Regions from separate parts of the Pan troglodytes genome. Here regions 2 and 3 are each linked to region 1. A link is a contact called in public HiChIP or PLAC-seq data. All regions are on one chromosome and are shown on one strand. Each heading gives the region's core, a stretch centred on a gene start, on an enhancer-like site or on the middle of the called end of the contact. The rest is flanking DNA. Distances are from core to core; before and after follow the strand shown.

Evidence for each region. HiChIP or PLAC-seq counts read pairs in DNA pulled down with a chosen protein or histone mark.
Region 2: a contact with region 1 is called in an H3K4me3 HiChIP or PLAC-seq map of stem cell-derived excitatory neurons, with 9 times the contacts expected there. The contact joins the promoter of KIAA1549L here to the promoter of C9H11orf91 in region 1. A contact is called at or near these places in 2 of 7 Hi-C or Micro-C datasets (induced pluripotent stem cells and stem cell-derived neural progenitor cells), 1 of 1 datasets of contacts at active chromatin or transcription factors (stem cell-derived excitatory neurons) and 1 of 1 other capture datasets (stem cell-derived neural stem cells).
Region 3: a contact with region 1 is called in an H3K4me3 HiChIP or PLAC-seq map of stem cell-derived excitatory neurons, with 10 times the contacts expected there. The contact joins the promoter of HIPK3 here to the promoter of C9H11orf91 in region 1. A contact is called at or near these places in 1 of 7 Hi-C or Micro-C datasets (stem cell-derived neural progenitor cells) and 1 of 1 datasets of contacts at active chromatin or transcription factors (stem cell-derived excitatory neurons).

Annotation. Positions count from the first base shown.
Region 1 is chr9:37,706,880-37,710,982 of NHGRI_mPanTro3-v2.0_pri, forward strand. It overlaps C9H11orf91 (chromosome 9 C11orf91 homolog), which reads right to left and starts at 1,949. Exons shown (of 2, transcript XM_016920652.3): 1 at 1,368-1,949. The coding sequence starts at 1,863.
Region 2 is chr9:37,381,888-37,385,592 of NHGRI_mPanTro3-v2.0_pri, forward strand. It overlaps KIAA1549L (KIAA1549 like), which reads left to right and starts at 1,380. Exons shown (of 21, transcript XM_054661274.2): 1 at 1,380-1,694. The coding sequence starts at 1,457.
Region 3 is chr9:37,262,952-37,266,999 of NHGRI_mPanTro3-v2.0_pri, forward strand. HIPK3 (homeodomain interacting protein kinase 3) reads left to right here and starts at 1,452. Exons shown (of 15, transcript XM_063782836.1): 1 at 1,452-1,589.

The DNA of each region.
Region 1 (4,103 bases), core at 699-3,198:
ACCTCGGCCTCCTGGGTTCAAGCGATTCTCCTGCCTCATCCTCCCGAGTAGATGAGATTACAGATGCGTGCCACCAAGCCCGGCTCATTTTTGTATTTTAGTAGAGACAGGGTTTTACCATGTTGCTCAGGCTGGTCCTCAATGATCCTCTTGTTGGTCAGGCTCCTGACCTCAAATGATCCGCCCGCATTGGCCCCGCCAAAGTGCTAAGATTACAGGTGCCAGCAACCACACCCGGCCCCTGGATTTCTTAACTATGTATTCGGTTAAGATTTCTTAACTATGAATACATAGTATTATGTATGTATTCATAGTTAAGAAATCCAGGACTTAGCAAAGCCCAGTTTTTCTAGGGACTGTCTTCCTTCCATGGCTATGAGAAAGGGTGCTGAACTGAAGACCATTTCCATGGCCACACGGACCTAAGCATTTAGGTTATTTCATACTTCCCTTCTCTGTGTGGCAGGGGAAGCCAACTTAAGCCGTTATATACAATAGTTGGAATGATCTTTTTAGAACTATCTACCCTTCTCCAGTGGTCAAGGACAAGCCTTAGCCAAAACAAGTGACGGGAAAGACAAAGTCTGCAGGACAACCTACCGCTACTGAAAGTTCTACTTTGCAATAGGTCCTTCTTGGAGTACAATGCATTTAACAACTTTACCCTCCAACAGGGAGGAGTCATTCAGCTCGTAGGCTAAGGGATCCTGCCCGCATCAGCACACGTGGTCCAGAGCCCTAAGACTTCAGACCTAAGACCAGATATCGGCCCAGGATCCTGGTGAGAGAACTACCGGCGCCAAGGCCACAGAATCCCAGGGGGGCTGCCCCCCAGCACTGAGAAGTGGAGTGTCCCAAAGCTGCCCTGGAAACGGCCTTGGGCCTTGTGGTTCTTGCACAACTCCCACCTCCCCCTACAGACAACTGACAGTCACCTACTTCACCTTCCCCCATGGAGAGCCCCGGTTTAAGACCGAACATTAAAGCTTAGGGACTGTCTGTGGTGGGTGGAGCTCCAGAGTACAGGGTAGGAGGATGACTGTGCAGGAGGATTCAAGTTCAGGACGGGGTGGTGGCGGATGGAGTTCCAGGTGTGGAGGCTCAGAGTCCAGATGACCCAAAGGGTTTAGGAAGGAGGGAGGATGGAGTTTGGGACTAAGAGGCTCATGAAGTTCAGATCTGTGGTGGGGGGAGGAGTCGGTTGAAGTCCAGGATAAGGGAGTCTGGGTGCTAGGGGATAGATTTTGGATCTGGGACTACTGGGGGCTGGAGTCAAACCAGGCTACATTTCGGGTCGGGGCACGGAGCCAAGGAGGGAGCTAGGGCAGGCTAAGGCTGGGCTCGGTGGCCCTGGCGAGGTCACGCACAGCTCTGGGAGTCGAAGCCGTCCCCAGTGATGGTGAGCAACTCCAGCTCCTTAATCCGGATCTCCAGCTCGCAGAGCTCCTCCGGGTGGGAGGCAGAGGCGAGCCTGGGGGTCGAGGGGCAGGGGACCAGGGGCGAGGCAGCCACCTCAGGCCCCGGCGGCGGCGAGTAGAAGAAGCGCAGAGGCTCATAGGGGATGGAGGCCAGGCCGGAGGGCCAGGGCGAGGGCCAGGGGCGCTCGCCGGAGGGACCCAGGCCGGGTGGTGGCGGGGGCGGGGGCGCCGGGGCGGGGAGCGCCTGGGACAGGGACCGGGCCCCCGCCGCCCCGCCCACTGGCGCCCCGCCCGCCTTCAGCGGCACGAAGAGCTTCTTCCAGATGTTGAAGTCGCTGAGCGGGGACGAGGAGATGCCGCGGTCGTACAGGGACGGGAAATAGAGGGGCGGAGCCGACCGCTGGCTCATGGTGGGGCTGTGGCTGCCGCGCCGCCCCTTTGGCATCGTTTGAATGAGGGTCTGCGTGGGAGGAACCCCGCGCCGGGAGACGCGCGCTCAGGCCCCGAGTCGCCGGGGTTTCGAGGTTCCACAAGCCCCGCCCCGATGGAGCGCGGCCCCACCCTTTCGCCTCAGCCCCGCCCCTAACAGGCGGGGTTCCAAAGCCCGGACGACCACGTCCCGGAACGTGGCCCCGCCCACCGGCGGCTGGCCGCGCCCCGCAGTTCGAAAGCCACGCCCCCTGGCTCGCCTCGCCTCGCCTCCCGTCCCTCGACTCCGCCCACCGCCTCGCTCTTGCTCTGCGACGCCGCTGGCTTCCGTTGTCATATCCCAGCATACCCTCATCCAGAACAGGCAGCGGGCCAGGGCTGCGGAAGAAGGCTTACTTCAGGCTTCCTCTCTTTCTCCCATGAGGGAGAAAAGTATTTCCTAGAAACCTGGCCCCTGCACCAGCAGACTTACCTCATTGCCTCACTGGCCGCGCCCACAGCAAAGAAGTCTGAGAAAATCAGTGTCTGATTTTTCATCCACTACTGTGGGAGGCAGACAAAGGAGAAGAGGATTGATTGGGAATGGCTGTTAGAGCCAACCCATGTATCTGCCAAACGTTAGCAGTGTTGAGGAAGATTCTAGAAAAGGGGATCCTCATCTGGTTTGTAATAGATCTGAAGGAGTGTTTTCAGTGAAATGCAGTTTAGTTCTCTTCCAAACACAGATACCACCAGGAGCTAACAGGCAACGAGCTAACCACCAAAAGGAAATCCTGTCCGCCCTACCTCAAATACTTCACCCATTGCTTATGAGCGATTTGGACATTTTGTCCAAAGGACATGACAGCTCATTTATGTGAGTAACCTGTATTAGCCATAGACTGAGGGGAAATAACTAATACATTTTCTTGAGAGCCTCTGCCTAATGATCACTGGTATGAATAGTGATGGGTGGAGGGCAGTTAAAGAGTCAGTATCAGCTTCACAAGTTAAATATATATATGCATATATATCTGCACACACAGTGCAAACTGTGTGTGTGTGTGTGTGTGTGTGTGTGTGTGTGTAGCAGCAAAGTGGAGAGAGTCAGATATTCAAGCTGGGTAGCCTTGGACAAGTTGCTTGACTTTTGTAGGTTTTCTATAAAATAGAAATAAGAAAACCAGGCTGCCTCATAGGGTTGTGATCAAACAGAAGACGGAACAGTGTGTGTGTGAAACACTTGAACTTGGACACTTTGTCCAAACACAAGAGGCAGCTGTCCCTATTAAGGGGCATGTCTGAAACTGGGAAGCTTTTTCTTCCCACACTGAGCTTCCCACACTTAGTTGTCACACGCAGTATTTGCTCTCTGACTTTGGCAGCCACCCATCATTGTTTATTCATACCAGTGATCACTAGGCTGAGGCTCTCAAGAAAATGTATTTCCCCTCAGTCTATGGCTAATACAGGCCATGTGCGATAGCTCAGCACCCAGCCTGTAATCCCAGCACTTTGGGAGTCTGAGGTGGGATCTCTTGAGGCCAAGAGTTTCAGAACAGCCAGGGGCAACATAGCGAGATTCTGTCTCTACAAAATAATTTTAAAAATTAACCAGGTGTGGTGGCATTTGCCTGGAGCCACTCAGGAGCTAAAGTGGGAGGATTTCTTGAACTAAGGAGGCTGAGGTTGAGGCTGCGGTGAGCCACAATCATAGCACTGCACTCCAGCCTGGGTGACAAGGCAGGACCCTGTCTCAAAATAAATAAAATAAAAAATACCCTTATCTTCCATTAGTTTCCCCCATATATTTAACTTCCCATAATTTACTGCCCCCAGAAGCTCAAACCTCTTTTCCTTTGTCTTATCACTTTTCTACAATCGCCCATTGTTAAAATTGTATATAAGTTCTCAAGCCACTTCTTTGGGTTTTCACTTTGTTTCTGTAAGAACCCCATGTACCTGCGTAATAAACTTTGTCTTCTGTTAATCTGTCTTTGTCAGTTTAATTCTCAGGCCCCAGGCTCTGAACCCAAGAGATTAGAAGAAAAATTTTTTCACCCCTACAGAACCACAGTAATGGTAAGAACCAGGGTTTTGGACTCAAGACTTGGGACCAAACCCTGGATCCACTATGTATTTGGCTGTGCGGCTGAACCTTTCTCAACCTCATTTTTTCATCAATATAATGGGAATAGTAATGGCATCTACTTGCTTAGGTTGGCAAGACTAAGTGAGACAGTTTAAGTACCTGGCAATGGCTTGTGTTCAACATTA
Region 2 (3,705 bases), core at 130-2,629, 330 kb before region 1:
GGCATTTACCAGTCTAATATTCTATTACTTATTTGTTTATTGCGGGTGAACCCCCACTAGGGCAGGGATTTTGTTTATGGCTGTTGTCATTGGCACATCGCAGGCAGTCAATAAGGATTGTTGAGTGAATAGCGTCTGAGCTTTACCGGGTCAAGGACGTGTGTGTTTCCCCGCTGCTTGTATCCTCAGTGCCTAACACAGATGCTGGCAAACAGCGGGCCCGTAATAGATACTCAGTGACTGGGGATGGATGAGGCGCCTATGAGCCAGGTCACTTGCTAAGGCCATCAAGGCTATCAAGGGCGAAGAGCAGGGGACCAACTCAGGTGACGCCTGGGCCTTTTGTCCCTCTGAGCAGGAGCTGCCTGACTCTCCTGTTTGGGGGAACAGACTTTTTTGGAAAAACTTCCCCCAGTCTTCCCAGTGCGCAGTGTAATGCTTTGCACGTAGTGTGGCTGCAACAAATATTTATAATGTGTTTTAATCCAGCGTGTTATTGCAACTAGCCCACAGCCGCTTGAGCTCCTCAGGGGTAAACTGGCATGCAGGTGTCCGTTGGCCCCTCGGAGAAGTAGTGAACAAACAGCACAAAGCGCGCCCGCCCTTCTACAAAGAGCTTTCCCAAAATCCAGGCGGAAGAGCTTTCCTGCCGCTTGGGCACGTTGACCATGACCCCCCTCCCCGGCCAGACGACCTCTCTCCCGCCAACCTTCCCTTCTCTAGAGGGGGGACAGGAGGGGAGGGAAGCCCTCCCTTTAAGGACCTCAGCTGCGCGGGAGCCGCCGGGAGGGGTCCCCCTCCTGGGTCTCGAGCCCGGCCGGGCGCGCGGGAGCGGGGAGCGCGCGGTGGCTCCGCGCGGGGCTGCGCGCGCGCGCCGGCCTCGCCTCCTCGCCCGATCCGGAGGCTACGTGCTTTCTTTGTCAATGAGGCGCCGCTCTGAGCTGCGGTAGCACTCGCGGCCCGGGAACCCGAGCCGGAGCCGGGGCTGGAACCCGAAGCCCAGCGAGGAGCGAGGAGCCAGGACAGCGGGGCGCCGAGGCTGCAGCGGCGGCGGGAGGGAGGGACCCGAGCGCGCCCCGCGGCCGCCACCCCCGTTCCCGGCAGCCTCGCCCCCTAGTTCTGCAGGAGCCGGCCCGGGGGAGCGGGCCCCGGGCGGCGCCCGTCCCACCCTCGCCACCCCAATCGCGCCGGCGCGCGGCGACAGGCACCGTGGGAACCCCGGCCCGCGCCCGCCGCGGCTCCATGCGGGCCCGGCCCCTGCGCGGGTGAAGCCGCGGCTCCCTGGAGCCCGCCCCGGGCGCGGCAGGACGAGCGAGCCAGTCGCGCCGCTCGGCGCCCCCTCCCTCTGGCGCCCGGGCCGTGGCCGGCGATGCCCGGTGAGGACCGGGGCGCCGAGGGCTGGGCTCCCTGGCGCGGTGCAGAGCGAGGCAGCGGCCTGGATGTGTGAAGCGTCCCCATGGCTCCGCAGGAGGCCAAGCCTCAGGGCTCAAGGGAAGCTGGGCCCGCGACGCGGGGGCGCGGGGGCCGGCCCGTGGCGCGTGGGCTTGGTCGGGCTGGCTGGGGAGCCGCGCGCTGCACGGGCGTGAGGGGCCCCGGGGCCGGCGCGTCCCACGATGCGCCCCCGCGGCCACCGACGCTGCTGCTGGGACTCCTGCTGCTGGCGGCCCTCCTGGAGCACGGCCAGGCCGACCCGGGTAAGCGCTCGGCGGCGGGGCGTCCGCGGAGGTTTCTGGAGGAGCGGGGCGGCGGGACGGGACCCATACCTGCCCAGGTGGCGGTGGAGAGGTATTGGCAACACCGGCTCTGGGATTCTCTCCGCCCTTTACTGCTGCAACAGCAGGCGAACTGTCAGAAATCTGTCTTTCGGGAAGGCACTTTGGGCGGGGAAGAAAAAAAAAGGTGCAATCGCCTCTTCTTTTTGGACAAGTTGTAGAACCTTCCTAGTGGTCCCGCAGGCACGCTTTATTTAGAGAAAGATGTGTGTTTAGGACACCTTAAACGGGAAATGTATCATTAGAACACGTTTCAGGGTGGCAAAGTCCCTGGTATTTTGGGCTCTCTGTTGAGTGTCCACTTTGTCTTAGCTGCATGAAATGGCTAGAGAGTTTTAGGCAATCCGCGTGTCGGCTTCCCAAATATCAACACAGTTTCTCCTGTGTTGATAGCGGAACCCTTTTCTTTTGGGAAGGAGGTCTCTCCAATAATTGCTTGCACCTTGCAAAGGGATGCAGGCGCTCATTAAGTATATAATCCACTGTTTGCAGGTTAGTTAAAAATAGTCATGCTTGGCTTGTAGACTTCCAGCAATCCCCAGGAAATAGATTTCTGTAATTCCTTGGACAATTTTGAGAAATCTGTTGTAAGTATTCTAGGTGGGGGTGGATTTTTCTGCTAAGTGTGCTTCAAAACTTAAGCTGTGCAGTAAGCAGTTGTCCTGGAAATAATAATGATTACTGCCTGCACTTGGAAAGGGCAGGCTTTTGTGTTTCTGACGAAATTCTGAGCTCTTGATACACTGCCTTATCAAGGAATATATTTCTCACTTCAGATAATGTGTTCCTGTAGTTTTGCATTTTTTAGCAAGGACTAATGACTTCTTCTTTCTCAGAGTACCCCCTCCCCCAAATTAGATTAAAATTCCTAATTGTAAAGGGGCTGACATTGTTTTAGATAAGAGAGTTTTAAGTTAAAAATATTTCTCGTCTTCAGCAGCTTAATTCAGAGCCCATTTTCCTTCGATTCACTTAAAGAGTCACGGACAGGTGGTGCTTGTGCTTGCGAGTTACTGTCAGATAATTTTCTATTGCGATTATAGTGGTTACAAAGTTCAGGAATCTTTGGATGTGTGCCTCAGACTTGAGAAAAACCTCTGACGAATTTTAGCCCCCGATTTTTATGCCTGTAGCAGTTTTTAGTGATGTGTATTTGGCATAATTGTTAAAAGATAAGGCCTGAGAAAGACCCACGTAAATACCTTGGTATTCATTGGCTCAGAAACATACATCCTGTTTTTGATTAAAGGATATCAAGTCCTTGGTCGTTTTTGTGAACTGCTTATGAGATGTTTGCTTTGGGATGATGTTCATTTGTTCAGCCATCTGTAATATGTGAAACTGGCTTTCATGTGTTGTTCCTGTTCAGCCTGATGTTGGGTGATTTCCTCGGATCAGTTTTGAATTTCTGATTTCCCTTCTGACCTTTGTACCTTGAGCCTTCTGAACCTCCCTGACTTTCCTTGGCTCCTCTTTCAGACCGCCAGAGCCTGACTTAGGGGACTTCTCATCCACATTGTTTGGGTTTAGCCCTGGTGTCCTCTTTCTTTTTCCTTTCAGTGTGGTGGTCATGGGGATACGGGGCTGGGAAAGATGCTTTGATTACAGTGATGGTAAAAATCATTAAAAGTTGATGTTCCTCCCCAGAGTCCTCTCCGTCTTTCTCCGTCTCATCCGAGCGACTCGTTGCTTCCTCTATGCTTTTTGGATGCACTTTCTGCTGTCCCCCTTTATGACCAGCTTCCCGTGGTCCAGCCCACCTGTGGATTCACAGTCCACCTCTGAGCTCCATGGTTTTCTGTGGGTTTTGCCACTGATTCAATTCCATGACTCAGTGGAAGGGTTAAACACTGGGTTCCCTGTGTGTAACTCTTACCTCCTACCTGCTCTCATTTGTTCTCTGATTTCCACTGGAGGCAGTTTCACCCCGGGG
Region 3 (4,048 bases), core at 202-2,701, 440 kb before region 1:
TAAATACATCTCTGGTAAATTCAATCTTGCTAGTGAAGATTATGAAGGAAACAAAGAAAGGACACTTCCATTCCAGAGAGAAATGTTTCCCAGAAGGTTAGACATTGATTCAGAACAAAGGGAACCTGAGGAAACGGGTATAAAAGAAAATCAACTCTGAATGTGAGGTATTAGAAAGCCATTTGTTTCCTAGGGAAAAGGAGGAAAGATGGGGTGGGAGACATGGGCTTTACTGTATAACCTTGGTCATGTCACCTAAACTTCTTGGAACTCCTGATGTAAGAGTTGGGACCAAGGATCGCAAAGCTTCTTTCATTCCTAAAATTCTATGGTTCCACGATTATGTAAGTTGAAACAGGCCATTCTGTTGATTTCCTAATCTCCAGGAGGAAAACTAGTCTTTGGGAGTTAAACCGACTAATTTAACGGAGAATTACCAATGTGGAGGTGGGCGAACTTCACAATTATGGGGTTTTGGACAGTAGAGACGCTCTTGAAAAATTTCCAAGAGGACCCTTCCCCCGTCCTTGAACCTGGCTTTACAATTCTCTTCACTCTTTGGGATAGGGGAGCGGGTAGAACCTATTTTAGATTGAGGTCGTTCATTTGAGCGAATCCCCTTTACTTATTTTGGGACCTTTAACGACCAAATGCCGAGAAACAGATCCTTAATTACGGTTCCGGGATCTCGAAAGGCCTGTAAAATCCTGCTTCCGCATCTTCATCCTTTCTTCGGGTATTGGGATCTTTTTTAAAAATGTGTATTTCTGGCGGAGGGGGCATGGAGTGAGGTTCAGAACAGCAGAGCCAGGCTGACGGATGCTTCTTTCGCGGGAGGCTTGGCTTGCGGGACTCCGGGTCGGGGCCGCACGGGCTGCCAGGCGGGCTCCGGGCAACAAGGGCGCGGCTGCGGACTGGCGGGCGGACCCCGGGGAGGGGCTTCACGGAGGCGCCGCGGCCGGAGCGGAGCGGAGCCGCCCGGGCTGGGCGCGCAGCGCTGCCGGGCGGGCGGTGGCGCTGCGGAGGCGGTGGCCGAGGCCGACGGGCGCGGAGGAGGGGCCCGAGGCTGGGGCGGCTGGTGGCAGCTGCCTCAGTGACGACTGCCGGCATCGCGGCGACCTGAGGAGATCAAGCCGCAGGCCCCGCCGTCGCCACCACTCCCGCCAGTCTTCCTTCTCCGCTCCCGGCCGGGGCGTCAGGAATGGGCCCCAATCGCCGTGGGCCCCGCACCCTGCGTCGCCCGTAGGCCCCAGTAGCCGGAGGCCGACCGGCCTCCCACTACCCCTCGCCCTAGCCAAGCCGTCCCCACCCCAAATCCCCGGGAAGGAAGATGAGGGAGACGGGCCCGGCGCTTAGCAGCCAGAGCAGCAGCAGCAGCAGCAGCAGCGGTCGGGGGAGGGTGTTTCGCCGTTTCCTCTCAGCCGCCAGGACAAGATGGCAGCGGCCGCGGAGAGGGGCTGAGCCCGGGCTGGGTGGTGCCGCCTGCTGAAGCGCCTGGCTCCCGGTCCCCGGCACGGCCCTGCGCCCCACCCCGGACATGCTCAGGGCTGCGGCCGCCCGAAGAGGAGAGAGCGCGGGCCTCTAGGAAGGTAAGGGAGTCGAGCGAGGGGCGCCGCCACCCCGGGGTGGGGGGATCGGCTCCGTCTGCGGGCTCCGCGGCCAGCGGACCCCAAGCCTGACCCGGGCCTGGCCCGACACCTCCGGCGCAGCCCGCACTCATTGCGCGTCCCGTGCCCCATCCGCATCCCCAGCGCTCTCGTGCTCCCAGTTTCCGCCCTAGCCCCTGCAGTGTGGCCCGGTATGAGCCGCTCCCTCGAAGCCGGCGCCACGCCAGGCCCTGGGCCGCCGGACGCGGGGGCCGTAGCCTCCGGGAAGCCGCGCCTGGCCGGGGCCCGGGGGCCTCGGCCCCCCCTCCCCCTGCCAAGGTTGCGCAACGGCTCTTCCCAGCAACCGAAGTTTTGTTTAGTCCCACGGGGAGCCTCTCTTCCCCCTCCGCAGTCCTAGGCCGTAACTACGGAGATCCCTTTCCTTTCATTAAGGGGAACAAACACAAACGCGCAGGCACGCAGCTTGAGCACCCCAGCCGATGGCCGCGTCCCGGGCTTTGTGGCCCCGTCCCCAGCGTCGCGGAGCAGCGGGTTTGCAGGGTGTCAACTCTGGGGACGTGCGTGCGTGTGTGTGATTGTTGGGGAGGAGAAATGTGATCCGCGGCTCCGCGTCCCCAGCGGCGGCGGGAGGAAGGCGTGGCGGCCGCGCGGCGGGGCTGTTGCCGGCTTCTCTCGTTACGGTGGCTGCCGCCCGCTTCCCTTCGCCGCACTGGGAGAACTGGCGGAAAGACTTTGGATGAAAATGTCTGTTTCTCTGTCGGGAGGGAGACGGCTGTTGTAAAATGGTATGTGGCTCTCGGGGAATCCTGTTGTTCCCCAGTCTCATCTCTGCTTGAGGAATTGCGCTGAGAAGTGTGTGCGTAAATTACCTTGGACTTGTTACAGAGTAGTCGTAACACGTTCAGGCCTTGAACCGTGTTTTCACAACCTCTTACTGCCCTGTTAGGGAATTTGTTTTTCCACCTGTCGGTTGGCTGCTTCTAATTATAATAAGGGGCTTCTATTAGCAACAGCAAAAAATTTCAGTTTATCGTCCAGTTTAGAGGGAAAGCGCATGGTTGGCTCTATTGTAAACTTTGTTTTGATGTCTGTCTGGTACAGGGCCGGAAAAGTTAGCTGGCAAACCAGTCTGTGCGTGTGCTTTTGCGTACTTTCTAGTAGTTTGGAGATCTGCTGACACTTTTTCCCTTTTTGCTATTTTAGGTATTTGCTTTTAGCTGTAGCTTCTGAAGTGGGAGTACTTATATTCATTCAAACCATCTCAGTTAATTTCAAAGTCTTAGTTGCTGGGCTCTTTAAAATTTTTAAAGAGGTTTCCTTTCTGATCAAATTTTTGATGAAAAGTCTTGAGCCGTAACGGTGGTTACTGCTTACCCAACTAAGACATTTTAATCCTATATTATTTAATTTTTCAGAAGCTGGTGAAGTCTCACCATATGTTTGATAAGTCTAGATTCTGCTTATGTTTGCAAGTGCAGTGCTAATTTTATACAATGAGCAATGATAAGGTTTAGATAGGTCATGATTAAACTTAGTATTTTAAGTAAACAAAATATGACTGACCTTTTGTAAAAAAAGTTTTCATAGTTTTATTGATTATCTTATGCTTTCGTGCCACTTATCAGTAATTGCAATTTTACCAGCCAGATACAGTTATTTAGTTTTAAGTCAATGAAATATTTCTTGGTGTATTTATGGCTGCATTCATAAAGTGTAGAGGACTTTTATTTCTGAACTATAATGCTTAACCTGTTTGAGATTTATTTTTCTTTTTTGAAATTTACTTATTTAAAATTTATGTTAAGGCAGAGATGTGTTGAAATATTTGTGATGTTTGGGCATGTCGTTGTTTTTTTTTTTGTACTTATGGAAAAATTTGTTCCTTAATTCCCCCCTCCGCCGCCCGCCCCCCGCCCCAAGGGGATCTCTTCTAAGAAAAAAGTATTTGTGGAGAACCTTAGATTAAAACTGTTGTAAAAAAGTAAGATGAGTTTGAAATCTAGAACAGAACTGGCCATTAAATGTTTCAACTTTATATTTGGGCATTGCTGACTACAGTAGCTAAACATACATATTAGGCAAGCAGATCATAACATGATAAGTCAGCCTTAGTTTATTGTCAAAATATATTTTCCATTGAACTAGTCATTACCTTGCTTATAAACTGGTCATTGGCTTTTGGGCATGGGATTTTAGAGTCACATTAAAATGGATGGTTTATATGAGATACTTCTTCTTGTAAACATGTTTGAAAAGAAGCTGTAGATCATACTCTTAACTTTTTGGATACCATAAAATAGGGTGTAAATTACAGACGTAGGTTGCTGTTGCAAGTATGGCGTGGGCACATAGGTTTTTATGTTTAATGCAAGATATGGAGAGCCTCCCTGCACCCCCTGCAACTTAAAAAAGCAGCAGCTATCAAATTAATTTTTTGATTG